Linked DNA regions of Mus musculus: region 2 is linked to region 1. The links are chromatin contacts, called in public Micro-C maps. All regions are on one chromosome and are shown on one strand. The core of a region is the stretch at or near the end of the contact, and the rest is flanking DNA. Distances in the headings are between cores, read along the strand shown. Region 1 overlaps Aspg (asparaginase). Region 2 overlaps Inf2 (inverted formin, FH2 and WH2 domain containing).

Evidence for each region. A called contact is a pair of places that touch in the nucleus more often than the background predicts.
Region 2: a Micro-C map of palatal mesenchyme shows a contact between it and region 1, with 2.2 times the contacts expected there. The contact joins two enhancer-like sites. A contact is called at or near these places in 7 of 39 promoter capture datasets (the C10 cell line, cranial neural crest, embryonic stem cells and 3 more), 20 of 484 Hi-C or Micro-C datasets (B cells, the G1E-ER4 cell line, the HL-1 cell line and 14 more), 15 of 115 datasets of contacts at active chromatin or transcription factors (the NIH/3T3 cell line, SST interneurons, cardiomyocytes and 11 more) and 1 of 9 other capture datasets (liver).

Annotation. Positions count from the first base shown.
Region 1 is chr12:112,124,304-112,128,095 of GRCm38.p6, reverse strand. Aspg (asparaginase) reads right to left here. Exons shown (of 15, transcript NM_001081169.1): 13 at 3,200-3,286; 14 at 1,685-1,784; 15 at 523-1,434. The coding sequence ends at 1,351. Among named protein-coding and RNA genes, the nearest start is that of Mir203, 4.7 kb to the left of the region's middle. Within about 2 kb of position 2,020, at least 58 of the 459 cell types and tissues checked have an H3K27ac peak or open chromatin away from gene starts, as enhancers often do. A contact at or near this core is called in palatal mesenchyme, where this site is marked.
Region 2 is chr12:112,603,373-112,606,854 of GRCm38.p6, reverse strand. Inf2 (inverted formin, FH2 and WH2 domain containing) reads right to left here. Exons shown (of 23, transcript NM_198411.2): 7 at 3,002-3,143; 8 at 1,993-2,841; 9 at 1,337-1,482; 10 at 1,000-1,061; 11 at 509-611. Among named protein-coding and RNA genes, the nearest start is that of Gm30048, 8.1 kb to the right of the region's middle. Within about 2 kb of position 1,379, at least 63 of the 459 cell types and tissues checked have an H3K27ac peak or open chromatin away from gene starts, as enhancers often do. A contact at or near this core is called in palatal mesenchyme, where this site is marked.

The DNA.
Region 1 (3,792 bases), core at 771-3,270:
TCACACCTGAGGACCTGAAACCTGGAGAGGGTCATGTTCTTGTTAGATGTTTGAACTGAGGACTGAGCAGGTACCTGCTTCCTAAAGTCCCATTATGCCTGCGTCTGGATGCTCACTGGCTCACCCTGGCAGGATCCTTCCCTTCCCCACAAGCAGCCCAGGCCACAGAGGGTAGCAGGCTGAGAGCTGGAAGATGCACTCCCGCCGCCATGCCTGGGGACTATCTGCCAGAACTCCAGGGTTTCCGGACACTCCTCTCTAGCCTGTGGCTGCCTCAAAAAGGAGACTGAGGCCCAGAAGAGAAGAATTAGGATTGTAGACCCCCCCCCCAAGCGGCCAGGGGATGGGGGTGGGGCAGGGCAGCTCGCTCAGGCCCTCCCCATGTCACCCTATCCTGCCATGCCAGGCCGGCCTCAGGATGATTGCTTAAGTGGACTGCTGTCTGCTGTGGAGATGGCTCTCTGTCCCACAGCCTGAGGCCTACTCCCCACATACTGACACAGTCACAGCCCACAGACCCATCCAGGCCAAAGAGCAGCTGTCCCGACAACTTTATTGACATTCTTCTCAACAAAGACCTTCAGATTGTCGTGCGGAAAGGCTGGGAAGCAGCTGAGCAGAAGACAGCTCAACTTAGGGAGGATAAGTCCGCTCTGAGTCAGCTCCTGGAACACGTGGCTGGAGGAGATAGCAAGGCCAGGACAGAGCTGGTTTCTGAAACTCTTCAAGGTCTCACCAAATACAATGACGCTAACATAGTAGCCAATCGCTAACATAGTAGCCAATTGCTAACATAGTAGCCAATCGGCTGGAAGTGCCTGCCTGAGGTCCTAACATAGTAGCCGGTCAATCGGCTGGCACGTGCCTGAGGTCCCTTAGCAGTAAGGAACCGTTTCTGCTGCAGCAGGATGGCAGGTTTGGGGCCAAGGAGCACTTCCTAGAAACAAGGCTTGCTGAGGACTTGCAGAGGTGGGGCTCCCCCTTCAGGGGGCGCTGTGTATGGAGTCCAGGCAGTCTCTGGAGATTGGGGCTTGCCCACCCTGTCTCAAAACCCCAGAGCAGTGGGGATGGAGGTCAGCTGGGAGCAGGCCTAGACCTTTCCAGTTACTCAGCTCAAGACTGGATAGGGTGAAGATCTGAGATGGGCTTCTGCCACGTGAAGCCTCAGCAGCCTCTGTCTCCTCCAGAACACTGTTTTCTCTAGGGGTCCCCAAGAAAGGCTCCGGATGACACGTCTCCCATATCCTCTTCCTCCAGCTGCCTCTAAAATTGGCTCTGGGATATCAGGTGCCAGGATCCAGTTGCAAACCAGTGAGAGTTCACTGAGGAGCTAGCAGCCCATCCCAGGACCTAGTGGGGCTGGGGCTGGGCACAGACACTGTCCTTAAAGCTCTGTAGCAGGGCCACCACATCTGCATTTCCAGCTGCTTCAGCCTGCAGGAAAGAGAGATCTGTGGGGACTGCCTGGGCTACAGCACCCAGAAACCCCAAAGCCCTACTGACCCCTATGGACACCCCGCCCTCACCCTGGGGACTGGTTGGATACAGCCTCGTGGAGTGGGATAATCCTAAGGAAAGTTATTTCCCTAGGAGGAGTGGGCAGCTCCTGGTCCAGGATTTGGGAGGGCAGTGGAAGACCTCCAGGAGACCCGGAGAAGAAGGCACACAGGAGGTAGGCACTCACTACTTGCAGGGCACAGTGTCCATCATAGTCTGGCTGTCCCAGGTCAGCCCCAGCCTGCCACCATGCCCGCAGGCCTTCGCTGTCTCCCCTTGATGCCAGCCTGGGAGTTGGGGGAGGGGGCGATGGAGAGAAGCTGTCAGAACCTGCTGGGTCCCTCACCTGCCTACCTTATGAATGTGCCTCTCCCTGTGCCCTAGGTACTCTTACAAAGACAGCCCTAAACAGCTGATCCAGCAGCACCCAGCCCTGGGGCAGGAGGCTAAGCTGCGGGCGGGCGGCCTGGAGTCTGGTTTCACCTATGGGGTGTGACTATGACTCAGGTCAAGGGCACGAGTGCTCATGAGCGCGCACGCGCGCACACACACACACACACATACACACACGTGCACCTGTGAGTATGCACATACCCACCCCCTGCCAGTTTCATATTTCACAACACAGACTCTGTGACGTGTCTGGCCTGTCAGAAGGCAGAAGGAAGTAACGACAGCCAGTGGCTACCGAAGGGAACTGGGTAGCTGAAGGGTCCGAGTCAACCCTGGACCCTGGCAGGCTACAGGCGCATTCTGGCTGGGGAAGAAGTATGGGGGTCACTTTCCCTGTAGAGGAAGTTTGGAGCGGACAACCTCAAACAATGTCTTCATTCTGCTAAAGTCTGTATTTCTACTCTTAAGAGCCAGGCCCCACCCTGGGTAAACTGAGGCTAGAAGAGCCCCAAGTGGCCTGAGACTCCTTCCTGCTCAGGAAGACATAGTCCCTGGTGTGGCGCTGTATAATTTCTGGGGTGGATCATGCTGGAAGCACCTGCAGCCAGTTCACCGACACTGGTTCCCTATACCTCAGTCCAGCTAGCAGCTCACGTTAGCCCAGCCTCTGTAAAGCAGAGTCCCTGGGGATGGCTGACGCTAGGCTCAGCTTCCTGGGACCTGCGTGCTGCCTCACTTTCATCAGAGCCAATAGGTCTGCCCCCGGAGAGGGTGGCAGTCCTGAACCAAGCTACCCCAGGAGGCCCTTCAAAGCCAGCCTCCATTCTCTTGTTCCCTCCCACCCTCCCCCCATCGCCTCTGCAAGCCACCCTTATCCCTCCATCTTGGGAGGAAGTCAGCAAACAGCACTTTTCCCCTGGGAGACTGCAGACCAGTGTGGGGGCTGAGGTTGAGGCCTATAGACTAAGGACGTCCCAACAGGTCAGTCTGAAGTCTCATAAGTCTCCAGGACCCAGGATGAACACCTTATGACAGCACCCAACTCCAGCTGTCGCAGCCCAGATCTGCTTTTCTCTCTCCCTGTTTTTACTCCCCCTACCCCCCATGCCTACCAAGCCCACAGCACATGCCCACCCACCCCTGCTGATTGTTCTGTTGGGCACCCCTATAACAGGTGTGAGGGAGATGCGTCGGTCAGCCAGGCCACTGTATGCCACCTGGGTGTGGGCTGGCTCCCCCTCCTCAGCCCCACCCAGTGGCCCTGACCCCTCCCGGCACCTCCCTTACACACAGCCGCTCAGACCATCACCTGCACAGCTCTGTCCCAACGTCCTCCAGCTCCTGGGGAGACAGGCGGGCCCCAGCAGCTCTCAGCAGCCCAATGACACTCTGATGCCTGTCATGGAAGAGTGCTGATTGTCAGTGTGGCCTGGACCCTGCCAGCCTCACTCAGTTCTCAGAGGGTGGGGGGGTGGGGTGAGAACTGGGGCGACTCAGACACCCACAGCCTAGTCCCAGACAAGGACTGTCCCCTGTTGCCCAGACCAGGGTGACACCTCATCCTTTATGGCCTCCATTCAGCCCACAGGTGGAAAAGCTCTTTGTGCAAACTGCACACCCCAGGAGGCCTCCCTCCTCAGCTGGGAGCAGCATCCCAGACACATTCAGCCAGTCAGTCCCACTGTGTCACACCACCGAAGTGACCTCTCTCTGCTCAGACCCAGGATAGGCCCTGGGGAAACCAAGTCAGTTGTGCCCCAACTCCACCCTTGGATATAGGTGGGGAAACGTGAACAGTGGGGGTCCAGCAAGGCGGGAGCTATTTCCTGAGGCGATCTAGCTAAGCCACACCTGGAGGGGCAGGGGTGTCAGCAGGGCCAAGGTGGAGCCTCCCAGACCTGT
Region 2 (3,482 bases), core at 130-2,629, 480 kb before region 1:
AGGTCTGGGGCTCCAGCCTTGGGTCTCCACCAGGGTGAGGTGGGTCAGGTCTGGGGCTCCAGCCTTGGGTTTCCCCTGGGGTGAGGTGGGTCAGGTCTGGGGCTCCAGCCTTGGGTCTCCCCCGGGGTGAGGTGGGTCAGGTCTGGGGCTCCAGCCTTGGGCCTCCCCTGGGGTGAGGTGGGTCAGGTCTGGGGCTCCAGCCTTGGGTTTCCCCTGGGGTGAGGTGGGTCAGGTCTGGGGCTCCAGCCTTGGGTCTCCCCGGGGTGAGGTGGGTCAGGTCTGGGGCTCCAGCCTTGGGCCTCCCCTGGGGTGAGGTGGGTCAGGTCTGGGGCTCCAGCCTTGGGCCTCCCCCGGGGTGAGGTGGGTCAGGTCTGGGGCTCCAGCCTTGGGCCTCCCCCGGGGTGAGGTGGGTCAGGTCTGGGGCTCCAGCCTTGGGCCTCCCCTGGGGTGAGGTGGGTCAGGCCTTTGCTATCCCTGCTTCCTGGGGTTGATCAGGGCCCCGGCTCACCTCATGCTTCTCTGGAAGAAGCTTTAGAAGCTGTTTGAGGACCTCCACATCAAACTTGCTGGTGTCTCCAGCCTGGATCATGCTGGTGACTTCTTCATTGGAACTGGAGGGGGGGGGCAGGGGTGAAGAAGCAGGAAATTTCCCTGTCTCCTGCCATGCTTAGAGATGGGGGTGGCTGGTGGGCACCCGAGGCGCTACTGGAGGGACTCTTAGGTAAGGGTTTGGAAACTGGGAGGCAGGGCTGTCTTCCCTTGACTTGGCCACAGCTTGTCTATGGTCTATCAGTGATTTTCTGGGCATCGCTTGTACTCTGGCATGTAGGAATCTTAGATAAGACTATGGTAGCTACCCACAGCCTCCTGCCCTGGGGATGGAGCATGCATGGACCTGGCCGGCCTGCAGAGGGCACTGCTGGGCAGGGCTGGGATGCCGGGCAGAGCTGGCTGCTCGGCTGGGGCTGAGTTTGGCAGCAACACTACTCCCTCACTCACCATTTAAATTGCTTCAGGAAGATGTTGAGGTTCAGGCTCTTCTTGGAGTCCAGAAAAGTGACCTAGAAACCCCCATTTAGCTGGTATCTGGAGGGTGGGCAGAGGATGTCTCACACACACACACACAGACACACACATACATACACACAGACACACACAGAGACACACACACACAGACACACACATACATACATACACACAGACAGACACACACATATACACACAGACACACACAGACACACATACACACACACAGAGACATACACAGACACACACACATACTCTCACACACACACACAGGGAGGAGAGAGAGGTCAGGCCCTGTCATTAGTCTTACTTCTTTGGGCTCCTTCCTGGCGGGGGCAGCAGAGGGCTCCTTGGGCTTAGCCGTGGGGAAGGAGAACAGCTGCTCAATGCTGGAGAAGTCGGGCTCCACTGCGGCTGTGCAGGGGCTGCCCAGTGTGGCCCACATGGAGTTGCGCTCTGCGGGGCAGGCAAGGCTCTGCTGAAACCCATGCTTACTGCGGGCCTGGGGCTCCAGCTGGGCCAAGCGAGGCCTCTGAGGACTGAACAGGACGTGCATGGAGCCCAGCCGGGGTTGAATGCATCATCCACCCTCCACGCTATGTACACATGTGTGGGCACACACGTCCATGCTGGCAGGTGACCAGGTCTCTCCCTGCCTTGCCTTCTGTCGGTTTCAGCACCTAACACCTAGGCCACTGTGCAGAGAACCTTAGAGAGGGCAGGGCAGGGCCTATAGCAGCAGACACCTATGACCCACAGGGCTGTGTACTGGATGAGACTATATCCTCTGAGGTGGCCTTTAGTCCCATGTAAGACAGGTAGGAACGAAGCCTTGACAGGGCCTGGCTGCCTTGGCTAAGCAAAGGTAGGCGCAGGAACGGTGGACACTCGTAGGGAGAATGACCAGTATGTACCAGTATGTACCTACCCTCTTCAGAGGCTGGGCTGGAACAGGGAGGGGCTCACCTCGTGCCACATTGGATGGCAGCTTCTGCCAGTTCAGCTTCTTCATTCTCAGTGTGGGTGGATTCACTCTGCGGTGACTGGGGACCCAGGCTGAGCCCAGGCTGTGGTCGACCTGGGCCACAATGATCTCCTCCACACCACCCATCATGGAGGGGACAGAGAAACCAGGCAGGGGAGGAGGTGGAGGTATCTGGCCTGCTCTGGGTAGTGGGGGAGGGGGAGGAACTGGGCACATGCCAGGGAGTGGGGGTGGGGGCGGGGGCTGGGTCTTGTGGGAATCAGGCAGAGATGGAAGTGGCGGAGGGGGTGGGGGAGACACAGCCCCTGTACCTGGTAGGGGAGGTGGGGGTGGGGGTGGAGGGGGAGATATGGTCCCTGAGCCTGGCAGAGGGGGTGGCAAGGGGGGAGGGGGAGGAGGAGGGGGAGGGGGAGATGTGGTCCCTGAGCCTGGCAAAGGGGGAGGCAAAGGGGGAGGGGGAGGGGGAAGGGGAGATGTGGCCCCTGGGCCTGGCAGGGGGGGTGGGGTTGGAGGGAGCACAGGGGTGGAGCTGGAGAGTGGTGGGGTAGGTAGAGGTAAGGCTGTTATGCACTGCTCAAGGGCTACTGGCTGTGGCGCTATGTCAACACTGGAGCTCTGGATGCTGCCCACGTGTTGGCAGGGAGAAGCCACTACTGGCTGCTGGCCTTCCACTTTAGTTGTGGGAGTAGTAGTGTTTTGGGAGGAACTGCCCTGATTCTGGACTGAGTTGGTCTGGACACTCTTGTGGGCCTTGTCCAGGGGGCTTGGTCGGGGCCGCCCTTTGATGGACAGCAGTCGTTCAACCACCTCCTCCAGGGTGCAAGCCTGGGCTGCAGGAAGGAAGTGTGCAGAGTCAAGGGAGAGGGCCAGAGATGGAAACAAGGCAAAGGGTGGCCACCTCCCACATGGCCTCCCCACATAGCCAAAGACCTCGGGGTCTTCACGACGGGTTGTGCCCTGTGGCACGCCTCAGTCCTCCCAGCTTCTCACCATCACTGGCCAGGAGCACAGCCCGGTTCACCAGGTTTTCCAGGGCCTCCCAGAGCAGTTGGCCTGAGCGGCCAGCAGGCTCCAGGTGCATGAGACCCTGCAATACTGACAGCAGCTGGGCCGACGCTGGAGAACAGCTCACCTGAATTGACCAAAAGGGACAAATGGCTATCCTCTCATGTGCCAGGGGCATCCTGTCCTACAGCCCTGTCACTTCACTAAAGCCCTGGTGATGAATGACTCGGTGGCAGGATTACTGGTGGCACCGAGACATGCTATGAGACATTAAATGGCACCCCTGGTCTCTACCTATTACTGTCACCCTGAGATGACAGCTGCTGCATTCAATAACTGAGACTGAGGGGCCAGGAAGATTCAGTCTACTGAACCCTCCTTACCAGGCCACAGAGCTCTCTGAAGTCCCCAATAATGACCACCTAGCTGTGATGCAGGAAGGCATGGCCAACTCGGATAGCTTTGA